Linked DNA regions of Mus musculus: region 1 is linked to region 2. Evidence: chromatin contacts called from public HiChIP or PLAC-seq data. All regions are on one chromosome and are shown on one strand. The core of a region is the stretch at or near the end of the contact, and the rest is flanking DNA. Distances in the headings are between cores, read along the strand shown. Region 1 holds the start of Myadm (myeloid-associated differentiation marker). Region 2 holds the start of Lair1 (leukocyte-associated Ig-like receptor 1).

What was found. HiChIP or PLAC-seq counts read pairs in DNA pulled down with a chosen protein or histone mark.
Region 1: an H3K4me3 HiChIP or PLAC-seq map of bone marrow-derived macrophages shows a contact between it and region 2, with 4 times the contacts expected there. The contact joins the promoter of Myadm here to the promoter of Lair1 in region 2. A contact is called at or near these places in 1 of 39 promoter capture datasets (pre-B cells) and 2 of 115 datasets of contacts at active chromatin or transcription factors (bone marrow-derived macrophages and large pre-B cells).

Annotation. Positions count from the first base shown.
Region 1 is chr7:3,288,763-3,292,303 of GRCm38.p6, forward strand. It overlaps Myadm (myeloid-associated differentiation marker), which reads left to right and starts at 1,793. Exons shown (of 3, transcript NM_016969.2): 1 at 1,793-1,868.
Region 2 is chr7:4,061,833-4,065,574 of GRCm38.p6, forward strand. It overlaps Lair1 (leukocyte-associated Ig-like receptor 1), which reads right to left and starts at 1,372. Exons shown (of 8, transcript NM_001113474.1): 1 at 1,237-1,372. The coding sequence starts at 1,270.

The DNA.
Region 1 (3,541 bases), core at 543-3,042, 770 kb before region 2:
CTAGCCACGAACCAAACCGAAACCTGATTTGATCACTCACTGGAAGAGAAAATGACTCCCACAAGTTTTCCTCTGACTTCAACATTTGCACTCTCACACATAAAGTAAATGTGTAGTAAATGTCTGTGTGTGTTTAAACTAAACTAAAACCCTCCCTTTTGCAAGGCATAAAATGACAAAGAGGGTCTGTTTCTGGGTCTCTTCCCAGACAGGCAAAGTGAGCACACAGCTCTTCGCCTACCCATCCCTACCTTGTTCCCCACCCCCACTTCTGCAAAGCACGAAGCAAGAAGCAAGCGTCCAGGTCCCCTCTCCAGCTCCTCCCTCCTCTGTAGGACACGAAGCTGGCTGTAGTGAGCTCTTGGACCCCTTCGAACCCCCACCTCCCACCCCCTTCGCGAAGCTCCTAGCTTCCTCTCTAGGGCTAGGACTATAAACCTCTCCAGTCTTCCTGGAAGGTAACCAGAAGCAGCCGCCGGGAAGAGACAAGCAGCCGCAGCCGCCACTAGGCCCCGCCCAGCAGCAGCAGAGCAAGGCCGCGCCCGGGACCGCTGCAGAGCGGGGTGAGTGAGTGCAGCCAGGAGGGAGGGAACCAGGTGTCCTGGGTCTCCGCCCTGCCCAGGGGGCCAGCATTGGGACCTTTAGGAGAGACCTAAAGGTCCCTCCAGCATCGCGACCTTCAGCTTCTTTTCCCATCTGGCTCAGTCGAGTTCTTTCAGGCCCTTAAATCCGACTTTTTTTTTTTTTTTTTTTCCCAATCCTGCATCTCTTTCCTGCTTTTGCCCCTCTCCTCCCGGTACTATAGGGCCCGAGGAATCCTTCCCATATGATAGAACCTAGAATCCAGAGCTCCGGGCCCTAGCCCTGTCCTCATAAAGATTCTGAGTCTCTCCCTTTGTCCTGAAGGCAGGAATTCAGGCCAAAAATAGCGTGCCCTTCTAGACTCAGGCAACCAACCAACCAACCACATATGTTTTGAAAACTGAACGCTCAGAAATCTGGTACCCTCCCTCCAAATTTCCAGGAATTTAGCTACTATCCATCATCCTTTCGCGTCTCCTGGCTGTGATCTTCTGAGACTTGGCCCAAGGGTCCTCAGGCCATGATTACAGTGTAATTGGAGATATGGCCCACTCTCTATGCAGACCCCTAAACGAAGGAATCTAGTCTTTGTTTTTTGGGGGTGGGCCCTCACTAGTCAAGGTAGCTTAAGCTCAAGGCCTGGCACCCTAAATTCTGCTTCAGGTAGACAAGACTCCGTTAAACAGAGGTCTAGCTGACCCTCAAACTGCTGGGACCTGGATGTGTAAGATTTCCTTTTTCTGGGTATCGTGGGGGAACTGATAGACAGAGGCGTGGGGCGGAGAGCGGGAGAACTGAATGAGAGGTGAGACTAGGCGTGGGGACCCGGCTTAGTGGGGGGGGGGCGACGACTCTATCTGAAACAAATCATAAACAAGTACGTTTCTATGGCAACAGCATTCTCCGGTCTACCCTGAAGATTTCTTTCTAGAGCTATGACAGGGAGGATAGCCCCCAGGAGACCCCACCCCTCCAGCTGCTGTGTCTTCCTGTTTTGTCTCCACGGCTACGGTGACCTCAGCTCTGCACCCCCTCACTGGTAGGGCGGGAGATCCAGGACGCTAGCCTTCTGGGGGCGTGGTGTGGCATTAGCCCCGCCTTCGGGGCCTACCAGGGATAGCCTGAATGAAGGGAAAGTCCCTTTTCACCGCCCTAGCCAGGCCCAAACCCCGCCCACAACCCCTCCCTCGCGCGCTCCTCAGCTGGCCAACTCCACCCAGTCCTAAGACCCTTTTGGTCTGCAGCTGTCGTCCTTGTTTGTGCTACAGTCGCCACTGCCTGGAGAGGTAAAGCTGCAGGGACCCCCAAAGGGAAGGAGTTGTGGTCCAGGATCCTTGGTTCTAGAAAGAGGAGTGGGCACGGATTCAGGTGTCTGGATCCCTAGAAACACTGCAGTTGGACCAGGACTCAAGCTCTGGATGAAAGGCTGAACATCTGAGCTCATACAGGTCATACATGGGAAAGAAGAGGGACTGGGGAGTGGGCACGTGGGTATGAGGAAGGACGGTGGTACTTGGACCCTTGAGGCTGAGAGCGGTAGGATGGGATCTAGACTCCTAGGTCTGACCAAAAAGGTTTGGGATCTGTATTTAAGATGGGTCTCAGGGAGGAGGGCAGGATTCAGACCTTAATCTGGAGGAAGTTGGGGGTCTGAATTTGTTCTGAGGGAGAAGGTACTGGAGTTTGAATTGGGACGGAAGAAGGGAGGGGCTGGGATCTCGACTCTTGGTTTGAAGACTCGGAAAGATTGAGTATAGATCCCTGAATCCGAGAAGATGGAACTCCTGGATGCTTATACCTGGTGCTTATACCTGGAGGGACTCAGGAGGGGAAAGTCCTTGTTCTGACCCTCCCAGAGGCCTGCACCCGCACTAGAGTATGGGGGGGGGGCTGGGGGGAGGGAGGTAGGAATCTTTGAAGGCTTACGGCTGAGCCCACCACTGGTGTGAGGCGTGGCCTGGAGTCTGTTCAGGGCTGTGCCCAGCATGTGCCCTGTCTGTGGAGTGATGGATGACCTCAGGAGTGTGGCATTGGGGATGGTAGCAGGGGTGCTGGGTGTGGCCCTGAGAGTGGAACTAGACCTAGGAGGAAACTCTAGGGGCGTTTCCTCACCCTGCTTATGTCTTTAGCTGAGCATTCCTGAGCAATGACTTCAAACGATGCTGGAGGCCTCTATCACTAGTTCCGTTACCTCTCCTAAGGTCTTCCTTTCTTTCTATTCCTCCTTTCCTAACTTTTCTCCCTGACAGAAGGATTTATGCTGGACACTAACCCGCCATTTTTGTTTTTGTTTAAAAAATTTTAAAGACAGGCTTTATGTATATAGCCTTTGTAGTCCTGGAACTCGCTATGTAGACCTGGCTGGCCCTGAACTTGTAGAGATCCGTCTGCCTCTTCCTCCTAAATGCTGAGATTACAGGCGATCTGTTGCCCACTTATTATAGTGCGGGGTGCCTGGCTTCCCAAAAAAACCAATCCTGGTGGGAGCTGGGGGTTTCTGCCTTTCTGTCTCAACTCCCAAGTGCCCTGGAGGCTTCTAGTTCCCAGGGAGAATTGCAACTCCTGCATGAGTTCTTGCCTGGAGCCAAGGAAGAGCTGTGTCCTGGAGCTCCATCAGATTGAAGGAGTTTTAAGGAGTCTCATTCCCTTAGCCCCAGTCCCACCCATTAGGGGTTGAACCTAGTACCTCACACATGCTAGTCAAATACTCTACTTAAAACCTCACCACTACTGACTTCCTTTCCCCCCATCCCCACCCCCACCCCTTGGTGGTCTTGAACTCTCTCTGTGACCCCAAGAAGGCCTCGAATTTCCAATCCTGCCTCTACCGGTGCTTTGGGAACACTGTTCTGCACTCCCAGGCCAGACTTTCCTCATTCTGAAAGGACTCAGAGTTCAAAAAAAGATTTTTCCCTTAATCCCAGCACTCAGGGGACAGAGGCACGCAGATCTCCGTGAA
Region 2 (3,742 bases), core at 122-2,621:
CTTCTCCCTGTTTCCCACCTATCATCCAAAAATGTGAAGGAATATCAACTTAGTGTTATTCTTATTATAGTGTATTTCACATTTGTTCAGTCAAACTTAGCCAGAGTTCCAACGCCCTACTTAAAATTCCACTAGAAAGTTACCTACTCAGTACTAATTAGCATAATAAAGTCAGAGCCTGCAGCTCCAGGCTTTTCAGTTAGTTGTTTACTAAGATAAGAAAGGACAGTCTTAGCCAGATACAGTTTACCATAAGAAAAATTAAGGAATCCCACGAAAGCAAGTTTTTTCTTTAGCCCTAGATTCCAGGCAGAACTATTGAGCATAGATAATTTCCCCCCCCCCCCCCCTCAGGCCAGCTTTTTCTTTTTTTTTAAGTTTTGTTAATAAAAGGGAGGAAATGTAGTCTCCCCTCCCCCAGCCTGAAACCTGCTTGCTCAGGGGTGGAGCTTCCTGCTCATTCGTTCTGCCACGCCCACTGCTAGAACCTGCGGAGCCACACACGTGCACCTTTCTACTGGACCAGAGATTATTCGGCGGGAATCGGGTCCCCTCCCCCTTCCTTCATAACTAGTGTCGCAACAATAAAATTTGAGCCTTGATCAGAGTAACTGTCTTGGCTACATTTCTTTCTCTCGCCACCTAGCCCCTCTTCTCTTCCAGGTTTCCAAAATGCCTTTCCAGGCTAGAACCCAGGTTGTGGTCTGCTGGCCGGACACAACACATAGTGACACCATGCCTCAAAAATATAAAATAAAATAAAAGTGTAGTCCCTGGTAAGTCAACCATGCTCCAGTGCTAGACCACATACTTAGGAGTATTCGGGCAGCACAAATTGGTCTTACAGTGCTTTCAAAAAAAAAAAAAAATGGAACAAAGTTAAGAGGATAGGGAGGAAAAGTGGAACTTAGAAAAGTTGATGGTGAGTAATATAAGAAATACTCAAAGAACTAACAAAAGTTGAGGTTTTTTTTTTTTTATTCTAAGCAGGGTAATCAATACTACGTAACAGTTTTGATTGTAAAAAAGCAGGCTCTTCCTAAGTCCTGTTAAAGCTGAACCTGACTTCATGCCCCATCACTGTTCCTAACAATAAGTCTGCAGAGGTATCTTCCAAGTAGGACGTGGGGGCAGAGAGGCATTCCTCCCAGGGGCTCCAGAATCGCCTTCGCTGCTCTCAAGGCTGAGTGAGGAATAGACTCCCTTCCCCACCCCTCAGTTTTTCCCAGGACTCACCAAGCACCAGCAGGATAACTGGATGAAGTGACATGACTCAGGCTCCAGCAACCTTACCAGGTCTGGTCAGAGCAGAAGCCCTGCAGCAGGCACAAGAGGCAGGATGTGTGCACTGGAGCTTGTCACAAGGTTTCTAGCTAAGGTTCCCCACATGGAGAGGAAGAGGTTTCTCTTCTGGGCGTTGGACTCTTTCCCTTAGTCACTGGCTTCAGGAGAAGGTGTTAGCTTCTAAAACAGTGTCTCGGGCCCCTATGTTTAGATGTAGCTGAGCTCATTCCTTAACTTGTTTGCCTGTCTGTAAATATGCAAGAATAAGATTGTACATATCAGTTCCCACTGTAGAAAGCAAAGGCCACCAATTTATGCAAGACATTTCTACTTCAACCCAAAGCTCACATTTCCTTGGGTTTAAAATGAGAAACATTTGATGTTACGACTTTTGTAAAAGATCTCGACCAGATATTTCACACATTAAATGTGTCCTTCTATAGATAATGCTTTTACTATTAAATAATATTGGGGTGTGTGTGTGTGTGTGCATGTGTGTGTGTGCCCGTGTGTGCACGCACGCAGTCACAGAACAACTCCCCAAAGTCATGTCTCTCCTTCGACAATGTAGGTCCTAGGAATCAACTTCAGGTTGTCAGACTCAGAAGCAAGCATTTTTTCCCACTGAGCCATCTCAGTGACAAAGATAATATTTTTAAAAGCTAATAAATATTGTCAGAAATGTGTATAAATTGGATTTTTTTTTTTTTACTGTTAGCAAGAAGTCAGGGCCTCAACTGTTCTGAAGAAACTTCCTCTGAGTTAATGAGTCAGAATCATTTTGGGTAAGCTGATGCCCTCCCTCCATGAGATTAGAAGAAAAAATGGAAATTACAGGGAAGAACGCTCTTCCTCTTTAGAAATAGCATTGTGATTTCAGACATACACACACTCACACACACACACACACACACACTCACACATACACACTCACACACACACACTCACACACACACACTCACACACACACACTCACACATACACACACACACACTCACACACACACACACTCACACACACACACACAGAAATTAAAAATAGAACCCCAGTAAGAGGGGAAGTAAGTATGGAAGTGAGATGTCAGCACTCACATAGTCATTGCAGCTCTATTCACAGGAGCTGTGATAGAGAAATCATTCTGGAAGTGGTTGGAGGAAATGTGGTGTACATAGACCACATTTTGAAGATGATGATGAGGCCATGTGAAAAGCCATGGCTGAACCTTCAAGAAATGGCTATCAGTGAACTGAGCAAGACCCAGAGGACAGGTGATGAGTTGTTTGCCTCATGGAGGTATGTAAAGTAGTCACATTCAAGCTGAGCATGCTGATCCATTCCTGTAAGCCCTGCACTTGGGAGGGTTAGGCAGGAGGATTGCCATGAGTGCAAGGCCAGTCTGTACTACATAATGAGTTCTGAGCCAACCTGAGATATATAGCAAGATTTTTTTTTTGTCTCAAAAAACTAAAATAGATAAAGTCAAATTCATAAAAGCAAAATGGAATTTTGTCTACCAGAAGAGAAAACATGTAGAAGTTATTTATCAATAGACAAAAACTTTTAGTCAATTAATATGAATAACTCTAAGACAACACAGCATCTGTAGTCAATATTAGTAAAGTGTGCAGTTAAAATGTTAAGAGAACAAATTTTATGGTTTTCTCTGTCTTAGCTAGGATTTCTATGGCTGTGATGAAACACCATGAGCAAAAGCAACTTGGAGAGAAAGTGGTTTACTTCATCTTAGACTTCTAATAAGACTTTAACTCAAGGTGAAGCAGAGGCTATGGAGGCTGCTTACTGGCTTGCTCCCCATAGCTTGCTTAGTCTTCTTTCCTATACAACCCAGGAGCACTACCTGGGGATGCACTACTCACAGTGTGATAGGCTGACCCATATCCATCATTAATCAAGAAAATGTTTCACAGCCTTGCCCACAGGCCAATTTGATAGGTGTATTTTCTCAATTGAGGTTCCCTCTTCTCAAATAATTCTGCCTTGTGTCAAGTTGACAAAACACTAATCAACTCTCCCCCTTTCCCCCTCCCCCTCCTCCTTACCATCCTCCTCCCCCCTCTCCTGTCCTGTCCTCTCCTCTCTCCAATCTCTCCTCTTCCTTAATTCTCCCTTCCTCTCTCTATTCTTCAGTACCATTGGAACTAGAATGGTATGAAGTAGCATAAACAAAATCCTAAAGGGACTGAATAGATAAAAGACCTAGGGTTTGAGGACAGACAGATGACCATCTGTCAAGAAGAGAAAAGGCAGTGTCTTGTGTGCCATGAGCAAAGGTAGAGTAGAGGCACCCTCTTACAGAGTCTGTAGGTCATCTGTGTCTGAAGGCAGGCACAGTGACTCTTCACTTTCCCTCTAGCTGACACTGTTGGTGGTTGACAAAACAGCATGTGCTCAGTCGTCCTCCTCATAAAGTCATAGCTCTGTGAAAGTTGTTCTGTTC